Regions from separate parts of the Oryctolagus cuniculus genome. Here regions 1 and 2 are each linked to region 3. The links are chromatin contacts, called in public Micro-C maps. All regions are on one chromosome and are shown on one strand. The core of a region is the stretch at or near the end of the contact, and the rest is flanking DNA. Distances in the headings are between cores, read along the strand shown.

Region 1 (3,438 bases), core at 130-2,629, 300 kb before region 3:
CTAGAGAAATACCATCTTCTGCAGAGTTCGGAGGCTGGAGCGAGTGGTATCTGCAGCGTCCCAGAAGATGAGACACAGGAGTTTAAATAAAGAAAAGAAATTGATCTTCAGTAATGTCAGTTGCTATGGAACTGTTGAAGTTCATTTATAATGATTGGGAGGTCACTTGTGGAGCTCCAATTTCAGTTTTATCCTCTCAAAGAGAACAGTAAATAAGTATCCAACACTTTCCCTCACGTCTTGGGCTAGAAGTTAATTCCTTCTGCACTCCCACTTTTATAGACCGAAAATGAAGATTAATAAGTGTCCATAGATCTCATTTTCCAAGGTGCACTCTTCTGTTTTGAATAAATGAGATCTGAAAAAATCTGCAACTAAAGCAAGGAGCTTAAGTTTTTCCTCAGAGAGGCCGAGGCAGCGCTCAGCTAAGGTGTGATTTTGCTCCCAGAGGGTTTGTCATAAGGGAAGTTTGTTACTAGAATCTAGCTGGCCAAGGCCAGAGAGGGATGTTGCTACACAGGTTGTGATGCACAGTGCAACCCCTACAACAAAGAATCACGTGATGGAAAATCTTAGTGCAGAAGTTGAGAAACCTCGGGCTAGGGTGACTGGAGAGTCCCCACTTCTACTGTTTCCTAATACTCCTTACCACCTGCTGTGGGCTTTTGTTAAATGTGCAATCAAGGTACGAACTAAAAAAAAAAGCACAGGCAGCCCTTAAAAGGCACATCTGCCCGTCAATAAGCAATGAAAGAGGGTAGTTCCCTGTCTGCCCGAGGTGCATCCTTGACTCCAGGAAGCACAGCACTCCTCTACTCCTTCTAGATATGGTCCTGAGTCAGAGAGCATGGGAAATTCAAGAGGCAGGCATTGTGGTCCGGCCTCATTGTGATTCAACCTCCGCTCGGGAGGCGCGCATCCCACGTGGGAGTCCCTGGTTCAAGTCCTGGCGCTGCCTCCTGTCCAGCTCTTTGCTAACATCCTGGCTCCTGTAGCCGTTTGGAGGGGTGAGCCAACGGATGGAAACGCTCGCCCTCTTTACCCTTCAAATAAATAAAAATGAATAAAAAAAATTTTTAAGAGAGAGAGAGACTAGAAAATTGGGTCAGAAGCCAATCTGGATCTTCTAATTACTGGCAATTCGGTGCCTGCTACTCCGTTTGTAACGCCATTCTCTCAATTTTTCATCCACAAGAAACGGTTTGAGAGTATGGTCACTGAAAAACTAGAGAAATCATGCACCCTGGCCGCAAAAGAATGTCTTCTGGCACAAGCCTTCGAGAGCAAACATTTTCGAGAAGCGTTTAGCAACCAGCGTCCCGCAGCCGACGTCCCTTAGACAGCGCCTCAGCGCGCAGGCGCCAAGAGAGGCTCGCGGCGGGGCGGGCGGGGCGGGGAGCGGGGCGCTCGCGGTCTCCCCCTCCCACGCTCAGCCCCAGCCTCCCCGGAAATTGCGTATCCCTGGACACCAACGCGTAGTAAGTGCTTCCTGGGACACAGATGGGGTCACGAGTCATGTGATGGCGCCTTGCAGGGGAACCTGGCTGAGCTTTGCTTGAAGTGACAGCGGAGAGAACCCGGCGGCCCAGAAATCCAGGTATCTGGCAACGCTTTGCCCGGTGGTCAGGCCTGGGCCCGGGAGGTGGTGAGACGGAAGAGAGGGCGAGCCCGTTCTTTCTCCCCGTCTTCGGGCGCAGCTGTCTGGGGGAAGTGGGCAGGGGTGGAGGGGGCTGAGGTGAGGCGATCCCGGCTGGCTCCCCGTCGCGGGGCTGGGGAAGTGCGGCTCCCTTTGATCTCCCTGGTCCGAACCCGAGAACCGCGCGGTCTTGTCGCACCCTGACTGGGCCTGATCCCGCTTAGGAGGCTGCTGGTGGGAGGGGAGGAAGCCTGGAGGGAAAGAGTCACCGGGAGTTTCTCTTGCAGGCGTGCAGCTTGATCCTGCGGGAGGAAGGGGTTCATCATGGCGGATGTGAGTTGACAGCCCTTACACGAGAGGAAGGGGAGGGCGAGGGTTTGGAGGAGGCTTCTGAGCCGGGAGAAGTGGAGCTTCCCAAGTGGAAGTTTGTTTTCATTTTGGTTTCCCCACCTCCTCCTAATAAGCTCTTTTCTTTGGGGCCTGGAGCGGGAGACTGGCAGGAATGGGCTTGCGGTGTCCTGAGCTGCTGCCTCGAGTGTGAGTGCAGGACACTGGGATGCCTGAAGTGGAGAAAGTTGTATTCTGTCCCCTGCCCAGTCTTCCTGGGCCATGAGAGGCTCTGCGCGTTGACCACTTGGAACTCTGAATGGTGGCTTGTTGCCTTTCCCGGGAATATGTGGTGACTTAGGAGATGTGCTCAGAACCCTTTTTTCCCAGGAAGTGGTCATGATGTCTCGTTAGGTTCATTGCAGCAATTTAGGATGCTTTCAAACCCATTCCGCTTGGGCGCTATTAATTCAGATTTTGTGTGGGCAACATGACAACAGAAGCCGGTGGATTTAGCTTTAAGTAAAATGGACGTTCAGGTTTGGGAAATATTAGAGGGTAGAGATTCCGTACAACAGATACCTGATTTATCCACGTAGAGGTCATAATTGATACCCAGATTGTCCGTGAAATTCCTGATGAGAGAGCATAATAAGACAAAATAGTCTTCTATTTCTTTAGTCCCAAACACTTGACGCAGTCGCTTCGTCATGTTAGGAAATGGAATCTTAGGGAAGTTCATTAATTGACTCAAAATCATTCAAATGATAGTGGGAAGTCTGTGAACAAGGGAAGGTGGTTGTAATATGTTGTCAGTTGCACACAGACATGAGATAGAAAATAGTATGGTAACTGTGATCTAACTTTACAGCTCCCGTGTGTTTTAAGTGTGCTAAAAAAAGAACATGCTACTACATTGCATCTTCTCAGACTTTAACAATCTTATGACTCAGGTTCTGCCATTATCCCAACAAATAATGAGCTGAAACCTTAGAGGGGAACATTAGTTAACTTGGAGCACCAAGTTACAAAACTGGGGAGTAACAAAATGCAAAAGAAAAAGAGAAAACACTGGCATGAAAAGTCATGAGTGATGACTTAAGGTTCCTGAAACACGGGTAGGACAAGACCTAGAAGAGCAGTGGAAGGCATGTTATTATAATATGATTTTTTAAAAATATTTTCTTTTAGGACCTAAAGAGATTCCTGTATAAAAAGTTACCAAGGTAAGAGAATATTAATTTTTTAATTGAAAAATTCTGTATGACATGTTAACCTCATGAGATATATTGTTTCTGTATAGATGAGTATTATGTGCATATTATGCTACAATTTAGCCCTATCAAATGCCTAACATAACCCTAAGAAGCACAAGTGATGGCCTTTGAATTTGCAGATAAAAGCATTACTTGTCTTAGGATAAGTGGCCAATGGTTGCTGAAGGACTAGCTCTCAGATTTTTTGTGACTTTTAAG
Region 2 (3,384 bases), core at 853-3,352, 360 kb before region 3:
TAGGACGACCAGCCACGGACGTGTGGGCGCGACTGCCGCCGTGTACAGCGCTGCCATCCTGGAGTACCTCACCGCAGAGGTAACTGAGCGGACGCCTATCATCGAGGCAGGGCTGGGGGGGGGGGCGGGGGAGGCGGCCGGAGGGAAGGAGGAAAGTGATGCAAGAAGACTCCAGGCCCGAGACGCGGCGAGAAGCCCGGGAGGACGCTAGAGGGAGCCGGTGTCCAGGAAGGGAGCCTCCTGAGCCGGAGGAGTTGGCTGCTCCTGGCAGTAATTGCGTGTCCCCTGGATAGGGGGGAACACCTGGCAGATTCCTGTTCCTTAAGCTTTGATTCTGCCCTTGCACCTTGGTCAAAGGCGATTGATGAGCGTCTGCCTTGTAGGTACTTGAACTGGCAGGAAATGCATCAAAAGATTTAAAGGTAAAGCGCATTACCCCTCGTCATTTGCAACTTGCTATTCGTGGAGATGAAGAATTGGACTCGCTCATCAAGGCTACAATTGCTGGTGGTGGTATGTAATAAAGTTGGTTTTCTTCCTTATTCGGAGGACAGAAACCCTTGGCTTCTAACTCCTATTAGATTTTAGTCTAGCAGAGGGCATTTGAGAATGTTTTCATTGATGCAGTATGGCTGGGTCATGAAATTTGGTTTATGTAAACAACTCAATGGGTTTTTGGTATTTTGAGCTTCACATTTTTTTGAAAGATCTTGCACGTTGAAGCGTAAAATGCCTTGGTTTCAAAGTACTGTGTGGTTTTGAAAGTACTTACATTAAAAGTAGAATTTATCTGTCACTCTCCTAGGTGTCATTCCACACATCCACAAGTCTCTGATTGGGAAGAAAGGACAACAGAAGACTGTCTAAAGGATGCCTGGATTCCTTGTTATCTCAGGACTCTAAATACTCTAACAACTGTCCAGTGTTGGTGATTCCAGTGGACTGTATCTCTGTGAAAAACACAATTTTGCCTTTTTGTAATTCTATTTGAGCAAGTTGGAAGTTTAATTAGCTTTCCAACCAACCAAATTTCTGCATTCAAGTCTTAACCATATTTAAGTGTTACTGTGGCTTCAAAGAAGCTATTGATTCTGAAGTAGTGGGTTTTGATTGAGTTGACTGTTTTTAAAAAACTGTTTGGATTTTAATTGTGATGCAGAAGTTATAGTAACAAACATTTGGTTTTGTACAGACATTATTTCCACTTAGGTGGATAAGCTCAATAAAGGTCATCTCCCAAACTAGTTGTGTTTTAAATTTGCTTGCTTGTAATGGAAACTTGTTTTGACTGTGGTCCAGCAGTAACTAGGCACATTTCTTCTGTAGAAATTAAACTGTTAACCTGTAGATCGACAAAGGTCAGATACCGGGTACAAGGTAGTGTTACACCATAATGTGCTATGAATTTCTCAGAAGTTCTGCAGGAGCTGGAGATGGTTAGGGTTTCCTGGGACCAGGGACCAAGTGAGCTGAGCGTTCACCCTGGCTGTGCCGCAGTGACAGCACTGCTCTGGCGCGCGGCCGCCTTGGTGGGCTTGCACCTGCACAGAATGATTTGGAAGGTGTCACTGTGCTTTGGGTGCCAGGCGCTCTGACATGCGTGAGGATGAACTCTTCCCATTTCATGAAAGATTTCTTTGACAGGTCCCGGTTAAGTAGCTAACATGGCAGAAGGTTGACTCCACGTCAAAATTTACCTTGCAGTGGGACTAAGTGGATCCTTCGGACATCTGGTCTTTCTCCGTTTTGAGGGATTGTGAATAATACCGGGCGTTAAGTGTCCCTCCCTCCCCCCCAAAGAGGAGACCCGCAGGCCACATACTTCCCAGTAGTGATGTTACCTGAACGAAAGGACTGGTTCCTGCGTTATTTTGGCCTCGCGGGATTATGGCTGCTTTTCACTGACATAATTGGCAAACTTGGACTTAAGCTAGTTTGTATCCCCCCCCCCCCCCGCCCATTCGGTCGCGAGCCATCTAGGTCAGGAGAATGCAGCAGAAACGAGGCAGTGAGATAAGCCCCGGGCTTGGAGTCAAAGGGCTCTCCATGAGCGCCGGAAGCGCCGAGTTTGGGCAGACAGCGCGTTCTCACCTGACCACCGCGTCCCGGGCCGCGGGGCCGGGGGCGGGGCCGCCGGGGCCTGGGAATTTTCCTCCCGACCAGCGGCCCCCTACTCCATTCCCCGGCCGAGGGCGGGCTCCCGTCGGCGCGAGCCGCGCCGGGAGGTCGGGGGGCGCGGTGCTGCCGAGGCGGACGGACGGACGGACGGCCGGGTCCCCGCCCCGGCGGAACCCCTCCCCGCGGCGGCGGCCGGGCTGGTCGGCCCGGGTCCTGCGGGCGCCGCGCACCGACCGCCGGGACGGCCCGCAGCTCGGTCCGGGGCCGGAAAGGATGCGGCTCGCGCCGTAGCGGCCCGCGGGGGGCGGGGAGGCCGCCGTGAGGAGGCGGAGCTCGAGGCCCGCGCGTCCGCCCGGGCCGCCGCCGCCGCCGCCGCCGCGGTCCCCTGCGCTCCTCCCGCCTGCCACCGCACGCCCCAAGCCGGGCCGGCCTCACCTCCTCCGCGGCGGCGGCTTCCGCCCCTCGTCGCTGCGCTACCGGAGGAAACGGAAGCAGGCGCAAGCCATGGAGGGGAACCGGGATGAGGCAGAGAAATGTGTGGAGATCGCCCGGGAGGCGCTGAATGCCGGCAACCGCGAGAAGGCCCAGCGCTTCCTGCAGAAGGCCGAGAAGCTGTACCCTCTGCCCTCGGCCCGCGGTGAGACCTGGGTGGCCCTCCCCTCCCCATCGCTGGGGCCAGCGCGCAGCCCGCCCCCGCGACCCCCGCAGCCGGCGCGGCCCCCGCGCTGGCTACCCCGCCGCCGGGCCCCGGAGTCCGGCGTCCCGGCCCAGCCGGGGCCCGCCCGCCTCGGCGGCGCTGCCCCGGACTCCCTCTGCACCAGCCTGCCCGCGGGACGCCGGTGCGCAGGCGGCGGGCGGGAGCTGTCAGCCTCGGAGGCCCCTTCCGTCCGTGCCGGAGACCCGTGCTGCCTTTCCAGAGCGGGGCTTGACATTCGGACGCCTGAGATGGCCTGGCCCTGCCCCCGCCTCCCCCAGCCCCCCGGGCCCCGCCATCCTCACCGCCGAATTAGGCCTAGGCCCCTAATGAAGTGGGGAACAGGGAACTCTCCCGGCCCACCGCAGGCGCCGCTGTCTCTGGGTTCTCTAGAAAAACTGTTCCCAAAGCCAACCTTTCCGAGTACCTGAGATGACATTGCTTTTCCGTAGGAGGCAGACAGAGGGGTCTTTTACAGGTGGCACGAATGAGCAGGAGTCAGAATGAGTTGCTAAACGGTGTCTGATTTGATAATTACTGATGAATTAGACGAATTTCCTTGGTGGGATCCT
Region 3 (3,266 bases), core at 104-2,603:
TTCAGTCTTTGGTAAAAAAAAATTTTTTTTTTGGTGTTTACTTTGGATTGATTCTAGAATCTTTAAATTTTGTACCATATGACTACAAAATTAAATGGCTATGTCAAAAGAAAATGAATTGACTCCACAGTTAAAATGAGGATTTAAAAAAATTACCTTGTTTTAAATATCTAAGGATGCCTGGTATTAATTCTGGAAAAAATGTATAATTATTTATAAAAAAGATCCCATAGGGGCAGCTGAACAGCTGTCGAAAGATCTGGCACATCACGATGCCAGCCTGAATTTAATGACCTACATGTGAAGGGCTACATATCCAATTACTAATCCTCACTCTGCTACTCTTTGCCCTGATATGGAGGCAGCTGAAAAAAGATGCCCTACTAACGGATCAGAAATGGATCCAGACTTCACTGCCAATGCTCAGGTAACAGAGAACTTTTAGATTTGAGATGAGAGAAAGAGAGGTACCACAACAATGTGACAGCTGGCAGTTCTTAAAATAAAATTTGAGGGTTTAATGCAAGAATGAATTCAGTTTTTGTTTTTGTTTTACTAAATTCAGGAAAGTTCCAATTCTTTTAGAGAACCTCAAATTTTCAATTTAACTTTGTGTTCATGGAAGTCTTTAAACATATTCAAGTATGCCTTCAGACACACTATACTTCAGATTTCTTTCCATACTCAGAAGGTAGTCTTCTCCTAAAAGATTCAAATCTCATTCTTAACCTTCAGTGCCTACAATAACTACTTATTAGAAGTGGGCCAAGAAAAATAAATAATAAAGTAAATAGAAAAGGACAAGATGACTCAGTCTATATATAGCAAAAAGATTATATAAGGCCAAGCACTGTAAACAATGAAATGTCACCTGATATTTTGCAAAACAGCAGAGGAAAAATAGCTCAAGAAATGAATGGTGAGTAAAGTATATGGCTATCTTACTTAAGCCACTTTTTCAAAGAAGGTTTGGAGGAATTCTACATTTAAGCCCACTGTACCGTGAATTTGACTCATTTTTTAAATTTAAATTTCCACCTCAGTTATGTAAAAACACGGGATACTGGTAACACTTCCAATACTTTAGAAATAATTTAGTTAAGAGACACTTTCCTCTTTACCACAGAAGTGCCTTTCCTGTTTCCCATTTTCAATTTTTATAAGGGGTTACCTTAGTCCCCTTTCAACGGGTATGCAAATGAATATACGCCCACAGGTACACAGTTACCTCCTGAAGCTGGAACTACACACACACACCGTAACCACCCCCCACTCCTAATCTCTTTACTCCAGGCCCGCCCCCTTTAAACCCCTCCTCTTTCTCCCATTTCAGGCCCGAAGTTGGCGCACTTCGATGACGTAGGACGTAACCACCGCGGTAGCCGCCACCACGCCCCTGCCTCTGGGAGTTGAAGTTTCCGACGGAGGATTCCTGAGCGGTGTCGAGGAACACTCCAGAAAGGCTTATCTCTGCGAGCGTTCCTGCTCCCCATCAACACCTCAGCAAGGTAACTCTCCGGGAACTGTGGCTGGTTTTCGCCTGCTCTTTGATAGCTTTGGACGCACAATAAGCGCATGCCATGCTGTCCTCGACTGGCAGCAAGGGCTTCCGGGGGAAAGGGGAGTGGGGCCGAGAAACTGCTAGTAGCGCGGCTGTTGCGGAAGGAAGTGACGTCAGATTGTATGCGCCCCCGCGGCCTGTGTGGCCGCTCTCTGACTCGCTGGTTGCAGCTTAGTCCCGCCTCTCGAACGCGTCCGCTGGCGCGCAAGTCCGAGGCGTGGACTGCAGAGTGGGCGAGGCTCTGCCTCCCGGCTTGGCGGGGTTACGTTAGTTGTGTATTCTGAGAGTGGGGAGCCAGCCCGTAGTGTGTAAGGGCGTGATTTTGTAAAGGATGACTAGAGGAGGAGACCTGGGCCCTGGAGGGTCGGAAAACTACTTGGGATTCTGCCACTTTGTGGCCAGTGACGGGGGCAAGTCGCCCACTCCTTTAATCCTGCTTTAGCTTAGTTTTCCCCTGAGGGAACGTGGCGGAGTCCTGGGAGAAGTCGTCGCAGGTGCTGCTAACCCCGCTGTGGTGCCCCAAGGACGATTTTTAAGGAAATAGAGGTGTTAGCTTTATTCCATTGAAAGCCTCTAAGTTTAAACATTGAGAGTTTTAAAAATATTTTAGTATTTATTGCAGAGCTGCCAAGAGGGTAAAAACATCTCTTAGTCAAAACAAAACAAAAAACTTTACCCCTTTTGTCCCAATCCTTCGTCCAAATTAAACATCAGCTTTCGCTGCTGCAGATTGTAAAGGGTGATTCCGCCGCTCTCGCTGTCAAGTCTTTGATCCCATTCTGCAATCATTCTTGATTTGTTTGGATCTTTGTGGAAGAGACTTACCGAGACGGTTTATATCATGCACTTCAACTCATGCAAAGGTTTTTAACCTTTTCACTTTTATTGATTTGTGATGTGTCTATCCAGCCTTAAGCTTTGCTAAGAAACAGGAAACCCAGGGAATGGTGAGCTAAGATTTTTTACATATTCATCGTATCCACAGCAAATGGCCTGAGTCATCTATTGGGTTCTTAGCCTTATAAACCCTATCTCTTATGAATGCACCACGGGATTTTAGAAAAATTGTTTGCTAAAGTAGAATTTCTCACCTATTTAATTGTTTTAAAATGCCATTCTTAAATAGACGTGAAACTTGGTTTAATGAGTGAAAATACGTTATGAGCATCAGTGCATGTGAGGGAAGAACACAGAACACTTTGCATGGAGATTTTGTAAATTATGGCCCACACGAAAATAATCAGAAAGCAAGTGTACTTAGTAAAATACCAAACTGCTTATTAGTTAATCCAAACAAGCTAGTACGTAATGAAATGTTTTAGTGTAGACAGTTGGAGTTGGTAAGAAAGTATACTGTGAGCAATAATTTATAATCAAGCTAGCTAACAAAACGCTTTTGCTGTATTCCACTTGGGTCTCAGTGGGTCTGGCTTGTTAAATAAAGCTTAAAATTCACTTGGTATGGTGTGTCTTATTAATTGGAAATAGTTTTAGAATATTCATGGTGGTGATGTTGACTAGCTCATGAACTTTCCTTGTATTTGATACACTGTTTAAAAGCATTACTGTGGTAGATCAAATTAAATGTAATGAGACTTCTTAGGAAAGGCTAAAGCTCCCCCTGGTGTACATAAGCTATAACAACACATTTCTTAGCTTTAATTTTTTTTTTCACTCTATAGAGCTTATCAACACTTGGAGTATT

The links. A called contact is a pair of places that touch in the nucleus more often than the background predicts.
Region 1: a Micro-C map of ear pinna shows a contact between it and region 3, with 5 times the contacts expected there. The contact joins the promoter of LAMTOR3 here to the promoter of TRMT10A in region 3. A contact is called at or near these places in 3 of 6 Hi-C or Micro-C datasets (ear pinna, psoas muscle and an unstated tissue).
Region 2: a contact with region 3 is called in a Micro-C map of ear pinna, with 14 times the contacts expected there. The contact joins the promoter of DNAJB14 here to the promoter of TRMT10A in region 3. A contact is called at or near these places in 5 of 6 Hi-C or Micro-C datasets (ear pinna, embryonic fibroblasts, psoas muscle and 2 more).

The regions. Positions count from the first base shown.
Region 1 is chr8:65,473,861-65,477,298 of mOryCun1.1, forward strand. It overlaps LAMTOR3 (late endosomal/lysosomal adaptor, MAPK and MTOR activator 3), which reads left to right and starts at 1,380. Exons shown (of 7, transcript XM_008267568.4): 1 at 1,380-1,597; 2 at 1,924-1,969; 3 at 3,155-3,189. The coding sequence starts at 1,961.
Region 2 is chr8:65,415,698-65,419,081 of mOryCun1.1, forward strand. It overlaps DNAJB14 (DnaJ heat shock protein family (Hsp40) member B14), which reads left to right and starts at 2,103. Exons shown (of 7, transcript XM_008267567.4): 1 at 2,103-2,755. The coding sequence starts at 2,652. H2AZ1 (H2A.Z variant histone 1) reads left to right here. Exons shown (of 5, transcript XM_051820147.2): 3 at 1-79; 4 at 384-513; 5 at 806-1,241. The coding sequence ends at 867.
Region 3 is chr8:65,773,164-65,776,429 of mOryCun1.1, forward strand. TRMT10A (tRNA methyltransferase 10A) reads left to right here and starts at 1,354. Exons shown (of 8, transcript XM_051820154.2): 1 at 1,354-1,508. MTTP (microsomal triglyceride transfer protein) reads right to left here and starts at 1,480. Exons shown (of 19, transcript XM_051820148.2): 1 at 1,351-1,480.